Linked DNA regions of Rattus norvegicus: region 2 is linked to region 1. A link is a contact called in public Hi-C data. All regions are on one chromosome and are shown on one strand. The core of a region is the stretch at or near the end of the contact, and the rest is flanking DNA. Distances in the headings are between cores, read along the strand shown.

The links. Hi-C and Micro-C count contacts between places; a contact is called where the count stands out from the background.
Region 2: a contact with region 1 is called in a Hi-C map of prefrontal cortex, with 2.0 times the contacts expected there. The contact joins the promoter of Zfp870 here to the promoter of LOC102546572 in region 1. A contact is called at or near these places in 5 of 12 Hi-C or Micro-C datasets (the Rat2 cell line, Schwann cells, frontal cortex and 2 more).

What each region holds. Positions count from the first base shown.
Region 1 is chr7:12,516,941-12,522,248 of GRCr8, reverse strand. LOC102546572 (zinc finger protein 709-like) reads left to right here and starts at 2,990. Exons shown (of 4, transcript XM_006241098.5): 1 at 2,990-3,155. The coding sequence starts at 3,153. All of the region lies in intron 1 of Ftl1l5 (ferritin light chain 1 like 5), which reads right to left.
Region 2 is chr7:12,652,011-12,657,318 of GRCr8, reverse strand. Zfp870 (zinc finger protein 870) reads left to right here and starts at 2,999. Exons shown (of 4, transcript NM_001163062.1): 1 at 2,999-3,112. The coding sequence starts at 3,110. All of the region lies in intron 1 of Ftl1l5 (ferritin light chain 1 like 5), which reads right to left.

The DNA of each region.
Region 1 (5,308 bases), core at 1,741-4,240:
ATCTCCATCTCAACACAAGTCTTCCCATGCTTGACTTTGAGTGACCAGGAGAGTCCCCTTTGTCTGTTTTGCTCTTCTCTCACTCCCCCTCCTTGGCTTGGTTTACTATTTTAGGAACAGTTTGTTCAAATGATTCATAGATTTCCTCCCTCAGAATATGTCACAACAGGGGCTTCAGCTCAAAACCAGACTGCATCAACCTCTTCGTTAGTTCTCATATGAACATGGTCCTATTTTGACCAAGTGAACTAGCCAGTGAGTACCACCTGTGATGGCTACTCTTGACAGTCAACTTGACTACATCTGGAATTAACTAAAACCCAAAAATAGAGGACAAGTTTGTGAGGGGTTTTTTGCTTGGATTTGAAGTGGGAGGCTCCACTTCTAATACAGGTTTTTGATGTAGAAAGGCAAAACTTGAACCCAGATTTTTTTTTTTTTGAGCTGGGAAAACCTACCTCTACTCTGGGTCACACCTTCTTGTGAACGTTTATATAAGAACACAGAGGAAGGATGCTTTTGCTCTTTGCCTGCTTGCTCTTACCTTACTAGCAAATCCATTCCTTCACTAGCATTAGAACCTACTTCTTCATGATTCCATTGTACACTGAAGACCAGCTGGGACACTCAGCCTTGTGGACTGAGTGACTACCAGATTCTTGGACTTTCTGTTCATAGCCAGCCACAGTAAGATTAGTTAGACTACAGCCTTTAAGTCATTCTAATGTGTCCCCTTTCTATATATTTCTAGAGTCCAGATTATTACAGATTTTGGTACCAGAAGTTGTTCTAGAGCAGCAGAAGTATAAGGTTGAATTGGTTAAGTATCCAAAAGAGGGTTTTCATGCCAACACACAGTTACTGAAGCCTACCAGTTAGTGAGGCCTTTGCTGAGATGAGAGCTTAGAGAGCTCTCATAGTGAACTATTTTTACATACTCAGGGAGATAAAGGTATTTGATTATCCCCATTCACCAGTTGTGGGTGGCAATGGATTTGTTGATTCTGGCTACATGCTCTTCCATAGGACCTTAGTTTGGTTCCTGGCACCCAAGTCAGGCAGCTCACAAGCACCTGTAACTCCAGCTTTGGAAAAATCTGACACCCCTGCTGGCCTTCTTGGACATCTAGATCTTAATACATTCACACACACACACACACACACACACACACACACACACACACACACACGGGCACTTAAAAATAAGACAGTAACTAACAGTTTAGCTTATGACTAACCAGTGATAAATAGAAATAAACGGTATAGCATTTTCTATGTAAAGCTGTGTATGGGTAGATGAGCATAAATAGTGTCTACACAGGCTCACATTTTCACACTGTTGTACGACAACAAATCGGCTCATAAGATGAATAAGTGCTCACATAAATTAAGCCAGTTGAATTAGTCCAAATATTTCCTAATCCATAAGTAACTCAAAAGTTGAAAACTCAACATCCTGACTCTGGCAATCATGACAGATTGGCCAGCCATCCCTAACTGCCAATTAGAGACACAGTAACGAGGGCACGAGAGCGGCAGTTCTATAACTCAATCTAGGCCTACTAATTTGTCAGAAACTATTAAATGTAATTTTTATAAATGTGAAGGAGAGAGAGCTGGATGGGAGTCTAAAGCCTTGGAGGATGCAGAGCTGACTCCATGGTTTAGAGTGTTTATTATTATTATTTTTATTTTTTGAAAAGTATCCAAATTCTGTTCCAGGACCCATGTTCGGCAGCTTATAACTCCATCTCCGCGGATGCAGTGCCCTCTTCTGGCCCCCACGGGCACTTGTACACGTGTGACAAACATATTTTTTAAAAGATTTATTTTATTTAAATGAGCACACTGTAGCTATCTCCAGATACACTAGAAGAAGACATCAGATCCCATTTCAGATGGTTGTGAGCCACGATGTGGTTGCTGGGAATTGAACTCAGGACCTCTGGAAGAGCAGTCGGTGCTCTCAACCGCTGAGCCATCTCTCCAGCCCACAAACATATTTTAATAAATAAGTAAACAAATTCTTAAACAAAATCTATAGACGCAATCTAGTCAGCTTGTTGGCTGCAGCCTCAAGTATTTCAGCTTTCCTATCTACACCCGTCTTTCTAAAAGATCACTCAAAATACCTCTGTCTGCCAGTTCCCTGAGATTGTTTAAAGCCTGCACATTCTTCCCCTGGCTCACTGCAGGAATCTCTTATCTGCTCGTTGCTTCTTCCCGGGCCTCTTAAAACGCTTTCAGCACCTAGAGTAGTAGCCTTCGATTCTAGTTTCTCTTCAAGGTTTCCTTTCTTATTCCTGCCATTTCTCTGTGACCTTAGTTCTTCTTCCCTAGTCAGGCTGATGCTCGGGATATCAGGAATGTCTGCCCTGGAAGACATCTATGAAGTATTCCAGGTTCAGTGTTCTGGAGCTCCACTAGGAACTGAGCAAACTTACACTTCCCGAAGAATCTGTCCCTCCATTCCTAAAATGTTTTGCTCTAGAAATGACTATGTGAGGTCAATAGTGGTGGGGTGGGTTCAAGACAGACTTTCGAAAGAGTAAACAGAATGGGTAAATCCCCAGTCACAGAGACCTCGGTGACAACCATAGATCGCAAAATGAGAGGTTACATTAGCAGCTCAGTCAAATAGGCATAATTCACATCAGACACTCTTTCAATGCCATTTCTCACGCATGCGAATAGAATTTAGCTGACATCTTTGCCTTGTTAAAGAATAGACTTCTACCTACTTTCAATTCCATGTAAAATGCAGCGTGCTCATCCCTTCCGCACGTAACGCCAGAGTTTAGGAACCTCAGAGCCAGCTGAGACCCCAAGTTAGAAGGTTTGTGTTCGGATTAGCGATTTGGCGCCACAGTACACTCTAGAGGACGGTTTTTCTGTCATTTAAGCATTAGGCGGAGTGCACGTGACTCGCTGGCCAATAAGAAAAGTTACTTGGCCGCATAAACCGTCCAATGAGGTCTTCAGATGTTGGGAGAGGGCGGGTGCAGAAGCCGAGGACACCACTTCCCGTCCAGCCATTTTAGGCGTTTGTGTCTTCTGTGGAGAGAGACCCGTAGGTTGTTTCCCCAGTGTCTGTGTTCCATCCACTGACTGCGAGAGCCGCCGGAGAACAGTAGGACACCCGGTAACTGGAAATGGTGCGTGCGGCCGGGCGTCCCGGGTGTTGGGAGGAGGCTGCTGGAAGCGGAGGCGACAGTGGGGACGCGGCCTTCCAGGGCAGCTGAGTCTGCGTCTCATCTTGCTCCGCTGGGCCGCACAGCCCGGGTTCCTCTGGGTGGAGCTGGGCCAGCAAGCAGAGCCGCTGTCCGGTCCCTCGCTGATAGCTCAGTACTGCGGCCATGGCCTCCCTAGGCATCCGGGCGCCCGCAGCGTCGCGGCTCCGCAGCCTGGGCGGTGGCAGCAGCGTCGCGGTGAGACTCGGGACCCTGGGATTGTGTGTGTGTGTGTGTGTGTGTGTGTGTGTGTGTGTGTGTGTGTGTGTGTGTGTTGGGGATGGGGGCAGGGAAGCCGTAGGGTGTGGTGACCTTGTGTCCTGAGCGTGTTGTCATAAACAGGGGGACAAGTTGGTGTTTCCAATGCCAGAATTTATCGAATAATTAATAATTCACAAGTCATGTGTATTTCGTTAATATTTAGTCAAGTGTTCCAGATTTTGCTAACCAGCCATTGGCAGTCACGGGTTTTTACATAACAATCTAATTACTAACATTAACTGGCAGGTCACATATGAACATTTCACACAAGAACATACAAATGTGCAGGTCGTAGAATGACTAAGAGCTAAAGTGGTTGAGATTAGAGTCTGTTCTGAGTAGGAGGCAAAGAAGAATCTCAAGGGAACCAAAAATGATGTCCTAGCAGTGTAGGCACAGAAATGTCAAGTATACGTGCACCGAGCGTGCAGTAAATTTGAAGTTGGCTGAATGACCTGGGCAGGAGAAACCGCACTGGAGCTGGTGTCCAAGGACTGACTCGGTTCTTCCCTGTGGGTGTCTGACAGGTGCCTGCCAACTTTAGTCTTGGGATGCTCTTTCATTGTGCCAGGTGAGGGGGTTATATGCTGTATGATTTCTGTGGTGTTTCTAATACTATTTGGTATATTTTCAGTTTTTTTTTTTTTTTTTTGGTTCTTTTTTTCGGAGCTGGGGACCGAACCCAGGGCCTTGCGCTTCCTAGGTAAGCGCTCTACCACTGGGCTAAGTCCCCAGCCCCATATTTTCAGTTTTGATATGGTCAGTTTGTCCATTCTAGGATTCTGGCCGATAGTGGTTGTGTGTGTGTGTGTGTGTGTGTGTGTGTGTGTGTGTGTGTAAACAAGTTGTACTGCCCTTCTATGGGGGTGGTGTCTTAAATTTGGAGTAACTCTGGTAGAGGTTGTTACTTAATAAAATGGAGTCATTCTAGGCTTGGCACTGTTAGAAAACAGATATTCCCTACGGTATAGAATATCACTGAGCAGTCTGCTCTGGCTTCTTCTCTCTGTCCCCCACCCCCCTTCCACCTCCTTCACCCCTTCCTCCTCCTCCTTCTCCTCCCCCTCCTCTTCTTCATCCTCCCCCTTCTTCTTCCTCCTCTTCTTCCTCCATGGCACCTGCTTTTCCTATGAATCTCACAGATTCAAGGGAAGCTATGTTTAAATTCCATGTCCTGAGCCTGTAAGTCAGTGAATCTTAGCACAAAGGTCCGGATTTCTCCCTTCTTCTGATCTTCCCAAACTCATTGGAAAGGCGTATCCATATACATGGGTAGGGCTGGAGTTGACCTCTGCCATAATCGTTACTGCCCTGAGATGTCTCTAGACATTGAATTTTATTTTTAAATTTTATTTATGTTTTATTAGTGTGTGTATGTGTGTGTGCGTGCATTTTTTGCATGCCACAGCTTGCATGCTAGAGATCAGAGAATTTTGTGAGCTATAGTCTTTATATGGGTTCCCAGGATTGAACTCATGACACTAGGCTTCTACAGCCAGACGTCTTTACCTGCATCATTATTTCCATTCTCTACACATTATTTCAAAAGGCAGAGCCCTGATAGAGATAAGCCTTACTATATGAGCGCACTATTGTGCTAGGAGAAGACCCTGACTAAGTATTAGGTTATAAAGTTCCCAGTGGTTTCCCTGAACAGGGCCTTCCTAACTCTTAGGGAGGACAGGAGTAAACAAGTGTATACAGAAATTGACAGAAGGCCCTAGAGCCTGGGGTGGTTATATAAGGCGGTACACTCAGTCCTTATTAGAGCTCTCAGTTTTTTCCTCATACAAGCTGGCTGCTTCGTCTAGGCCGTT
Region 2 (5,308 bases), core at 1,750-4,249, 140 kb before region 1:
GGGTAGGAAGAAAATTTTATTGGTGGTCACCCGGCTAAGGCTATCTCTCAGGGTTGAGGGCAGCAAAATGGAGAGAAAGCAAGCAGACATATGACAGTCAACAGGATGGGATTGATTTGAGCTGTTAGGATTGACTGGGAATTAGATGCTCCTGCCTGAGACAGTTGATCTTTAGTGTGGATTAGGAGATTTGTTTCTCTGGTAAACAGGAACCAGCCTTTAGGCTTCTTTATCAAAACAAAAACCAACCAAACAAAAAAACCCTTTTTAATTTAAGACATTGTCAATGAGCACTGTCATTTTGGGGCCTGCTCTGGAAATAACAAAGATAAACATAGACTATTAGATGATTTATTAAATGCATGTTTGTCAGCCCCAGCTGACTGCCAGAGAACAGCGCTCACCGAATTCCTGAGAGGACACGGAAGGCTTTTATAGCAGGTGAGCGAGAGGCTATTTAATCTTACTGCTGGACCATCTGTGGGGGGTTTCTATTTGAGGGGGGAAAGCTAGATTTTGTAGCACCCGCTACTCTGTTTACACTGGCCATTTAGGGTAAGGTGTCATGTGTCACTCATCGGAGGGTCAGTTGTAAATGTTGGTAGGAGACACCCTTGTGGGGAATCCACCAGAGAAGACTGCTCAGACATGGGTGTTGGCTAATAGAAAGTCTTTATTAGCCAGCCGGCAGCTACATAGTGTGTCTGGGATCTCAGATAGTTCTGAACCTTCCTCAAGGTGAGACTTAATGCACAAAAACATATAGGCTTCAGTTAACAAGAGCAGTTAGCCAGAAACAGAACTAAAAAGCTAAAAAGAGCTCTCAGAACCATAGACTTTGATGGAGCAGTTCTTTGGTTTGGGTAGCTTATACTTTCTACTGGCTGAATTTTACAATTCTACCACAGAGTCTACCACAGAGTGCTAAGTGGTTACCATTAGCTGCAACATCATAAACCAAGGGGTTAAGCTGAGCAGTCAGGATCTAAATTTTGTTGTTGTTGTTGTTGTTGTTGTTGTTATTTTTTTTTTTTTGAGAAATATCTCACTGTGTAGCTCTGGCTATCTAAGAACTCACTATGTAAACCAGGTTGGCCTTGAACTCACAGAGCTCAGTCTGAATCTTTCTCACAAGTGTACGGGACAGTGTACTACACTATCACATCTAAGGGTTGAATTTTTTAATGTGTGTTTTTCTTTGTTTGTTTGTTTTTTGCTGTTCTTTTAAGCCAGTTTTTCTGTATAAAATTCCACTTTCTCCATGACTTGGTGACTTGAATGATAGGCATTGCTTGTTTGTGTGTTTTTATGTTATTGGTTGAGTATGGGATCAGAAAAACCTTGGCCACCTGCCTCTTTCCAAATTCTGAGGCAAGAAAAAAATAAAAAAAAAAAACAGTGTAATAGGGAGGGAAGAAAGTCATCGAAGGAAAAAATGCAAGAACAGACTCAGTTTGCCCTGGAAACAGTGTTCGACGGGTATACTTGATTGTCAACGTGATACATCTAATACGCATCTCTCAGGCAGAAAAACACGCCTGTGGTCTAGATTGTTTTCTGGAATGGAGAAAAGACGTTTCTTTTAACCCTGATCTTGACATAGTGAGGCATACCTTCAGTCGGATCTAATCCAGATCTAATATGGGCTACTCCTTCTGCTGGAAGCCTATTTAAGGTATGGAAGAAAGAAGCCTTTACTCTCGGCCTGCTCTCTCCTGCCTTGCTTGCAAGCCCATTCCTACACTGGCTTTAGAGCCTACTTCTTTGGGAGTCTAGCGTCAGTTGAACACCAGCCGAGACATCCAGTCTTGTGTACTGAGCAACTACTGGATTCTTGGACTTTCTGTACATAGCCGGTCATTTGCTAAAGAACCCCACGGTGGTTTGAATATGCTTGGCGTGGCCCAGGGAGTGCCAAGATTAGGAGATGTGGCCTTGTTGGAGGAAGTGCGTCACTGTGGGGGAGGGCTTTGAGGCTCCCCGTGCTCAAGCTCTGCTCAATAAGGAAGGGAGTTCCTTCCTGGCTCCCTGTAGAAGAGTCTCCTCCTGGATGCCTTCAGATTAAGGTGTAGAACTCTCTTACAGTGCCATATCTGCCTGGACTCTGCCGAGCTTCCCATTATGACGTTAATGGACTGAACCTCTAAAAGCTGTAAGCCAGCCCCAGCTAAATGTTTTCCTTTATAAGAGTTGCCTTGGTCACGGTGTTTCTTTACAGCGATAAAACTCTAACACACAGCAAGAGCAGATGTTTATTGGCCTGAGAAATTGAAACCTCCAAACCTGAACGTTATCACAAAGGGTCTGAAAATCAGTTTTCAAAGTAGAGAGCAGGACAGGGAGGCCGTGACTTCAACAGGCCTAGAGACTGGGTTTCTGGAAAAACTTGTCTTCTGTTTGTTATTGTTCTTTTGTTTTGTTTTCGAAAGTGCAGGGTGAAAGACAAGTCAGGTTGCCTATTTTCGTGAGTGTTATCGTTGGAATGTTTCCTAAAGTCTTGGGCAAACTGGCGGTATGGTGGTGGGATTTGGGAAGATGGGGGCTGGCAGAGGGGTTTCCTTTAATAAGGCCCTTCCTCCTAATCCTGCTCAAAGCAGCTCTTTGAGTTGTCTCCATGACCACTGAGTCTGGAATTCTCTTGCTCTGACTCCATTCTTAGGAGGGAGAATTAGGAATTGCCCACTGCGCATTGTTACAAGCAAGTGGACAAACGCGCCGCTTACATGCAGGCTTCCACCCAGACAGGGATAGAACGCTAGAACGCTAGGGCTTCAGTGAGTGATCTGCTTGCTAATTTGCCCAACAAAACTAGTATCTCCTGTCATTAGCGCTCCAGGACGCGAGCCAAGGGCTCGCTGGCCTATCGGGATAAAGGTTAGGCTCGCTGGCCTATCAGGGTAAAGGTTATTACTTTAGTGCCCGAAGTGTCCAATGAGGAGTATGCTTCTTACGTGAGGGAATTTATCTGACCTAGGTCTGTTTCCTTAACCCCCAAATTAGGCATGTTTGTTACTTGGAAGTACATCCTGGATCCCAGGTCTAGATATCAAAGTCGCCTTCTGTGACAGCAGGAGCGGCAGGAAGACACCAGGACACTCCGTGGCTGGAAATGGTACGTTCGGCCTGTGTCTTAGATGTGGGGAGGATGCTGCTGCTGCTGCTGCAGACGGAGACCGCAGTGGGTACCGACCTTCCGAGATAGCGGAGTCTACAGCAGAGTCTCATCTGGCTCCGCTGAGAGCCGTGGTCTCCCCCTACCTGAGCGCTCAGTGCTGCGGCGTCTAGGGTCAGCGGGGCTTCTCAACCAGGGTCTCTGCAGTCTGAGCGGTTCGGGTAAGAGGGTCCTGGGGAGCCAACCCTGGGAGTTGGATTGGAGCTCTTGTGCCGGGGATGGAGGTGGGGCTGCATGGATAGTGATGGTTAGAACACTGGTCCTTTTACTGCCTCGTCCTCCCCCGAAAATCCCGACATACCCCATGCAGTGTCTCGGAGCAGCTACTCAGAGCACATTGTGATTCTGAGTGTTGGGGTAAGGGGGTGTGTGGAGAGCGGGATAGAGACATATTGGAGCATCGAGTGGCCCCATCCTTTCTGGAATAAAAGTCAAGTGCCCATAGAGCAGTGGTTCACAACCCTCCTAATGCTGCAGTCGTTTACAGTTCATGTAGTGATCCCATCCATAAAATTACCTTCGTTGCTAATTTATAAGTGTAATTCTGCTACCGTTGTGAATCGTAATGTAAATATTTGATATGCAAGATATCTAATAGACAATCCTTGTGTTGTCCGCCCCAAAGGGGTTGCGACCCATAGGTTGAGAAACACTGTCTTTGCAGGTCTGGGAGAGATGTAAAAATATACAAAGGTGGCCACCCGGAAGTTACAGCTATTTTTATTATTATTATTATTATTATTATTATTATTATTATTATTATTATTATTTGGAACTGGGAACTGGGTGGTTTTTTACATCCAGGTGTATTATACCTGCAGGAATAGAGGAATGGTCAGGCTGCACAGAGCAGTTCTTTATGGCTAGGGGACTATTACCCTCCCTGCACAGCCTGACTCAATTCCTAGTGGCCCGAGGCTTTTAACCCACAAAGAGCAGCTGCAGTTAAGGTGGGTAAAACCAAGCCTCTGTGGACTCTTATGGTGGACTTGCCGGTGGCTTAGAGTCATAGCTTCAGTGTTTTCTGTTTGTTTGTTTGTTTCTGTGATGGAAGTGGAAGGCTTTTCAAGACTGAGTTTCCTGGACTGAGTTGTGGCCCAGGCTGCTCTCAGACTCAGAAATCTGCCTGCCTCTCCGTGGGGTGCTGGGATTAAAGGTATGCGCAAGAGCACCCAGCTTTAGGGCTGTAGTCTTTATCAGTTCCTTTTCCATTGTCTTTCACACTGCCCTGCTTAGGTTAATTGTTATTCCTGTCCACACCCTAAACCTTTTTGAGCAATTAACGCCCCTCATCCCTCCAGAACTGAAGGCTGTTTCTCCCTTCAGGGCTTCACCATGGCCGCCTGAGTCTTGATGCTGTAATTCACCCAATGAAGCTTTTCTCAGCTCCCTTTCTGCCAAAACCTGTAACATCAATCTTATAGTGACCCCAAGAGACTTGAGCCTGTTATGTCAGCAACAGACAGACATATTTGTGTTATTGAAATTGGCATTCCCAACCTGTGCCCAGTCAGGGCCAGCCCGCTGTTCTCAGTAACCCAATAAAAATAGCCAAGTAATTAGTGGTGAGCAGAAAAGATCTCTTCTGCCTCTGCCCATTGGAAAGAGGAAGAAAGATCCAGGGAGGCTTCTAAGTGTCTTCAAAGTCCTGAAGTGAGATCAAAGTGAAGCAGAGGCCAGGGATGTACAGATGCAAACAGTCCAGGTCAAGGTGTGGTCCCGCCCTGCACTGCACTGCCCTGCCCTCCACCTTTGGTGGGCTCCAGGCTCATCCTGTTAGGGGATCTGTTAGAAGGGTATGAAGTCCCTTTCTGAGAGACAAGTTCCCCACTCTGATTGGTACCTGGTCCTTCTTTCAGCCTGAGATTCCTGAGGAAATTCCCATTTCTTTGGGGTCCATTGTCTTAGAGTCTCTTTAGAATATCCTCAATTCTGCCAGGCAGGCTACAATGGCAGAATTTATTGAATACTCAAATTCACGAGCATTGTTGTTTTATTGGTGGTAATTTGCTATTTAAGCCTGACTTTCCTTTCTACCTGGCCAAGGTCTTTTTAGTCCAGTCGTTTAACTTGTGTTTTGAGACTAGTCTTACTGTGTAGCCCTGCCTCATCTGGAACTCACTTATAGACCACACA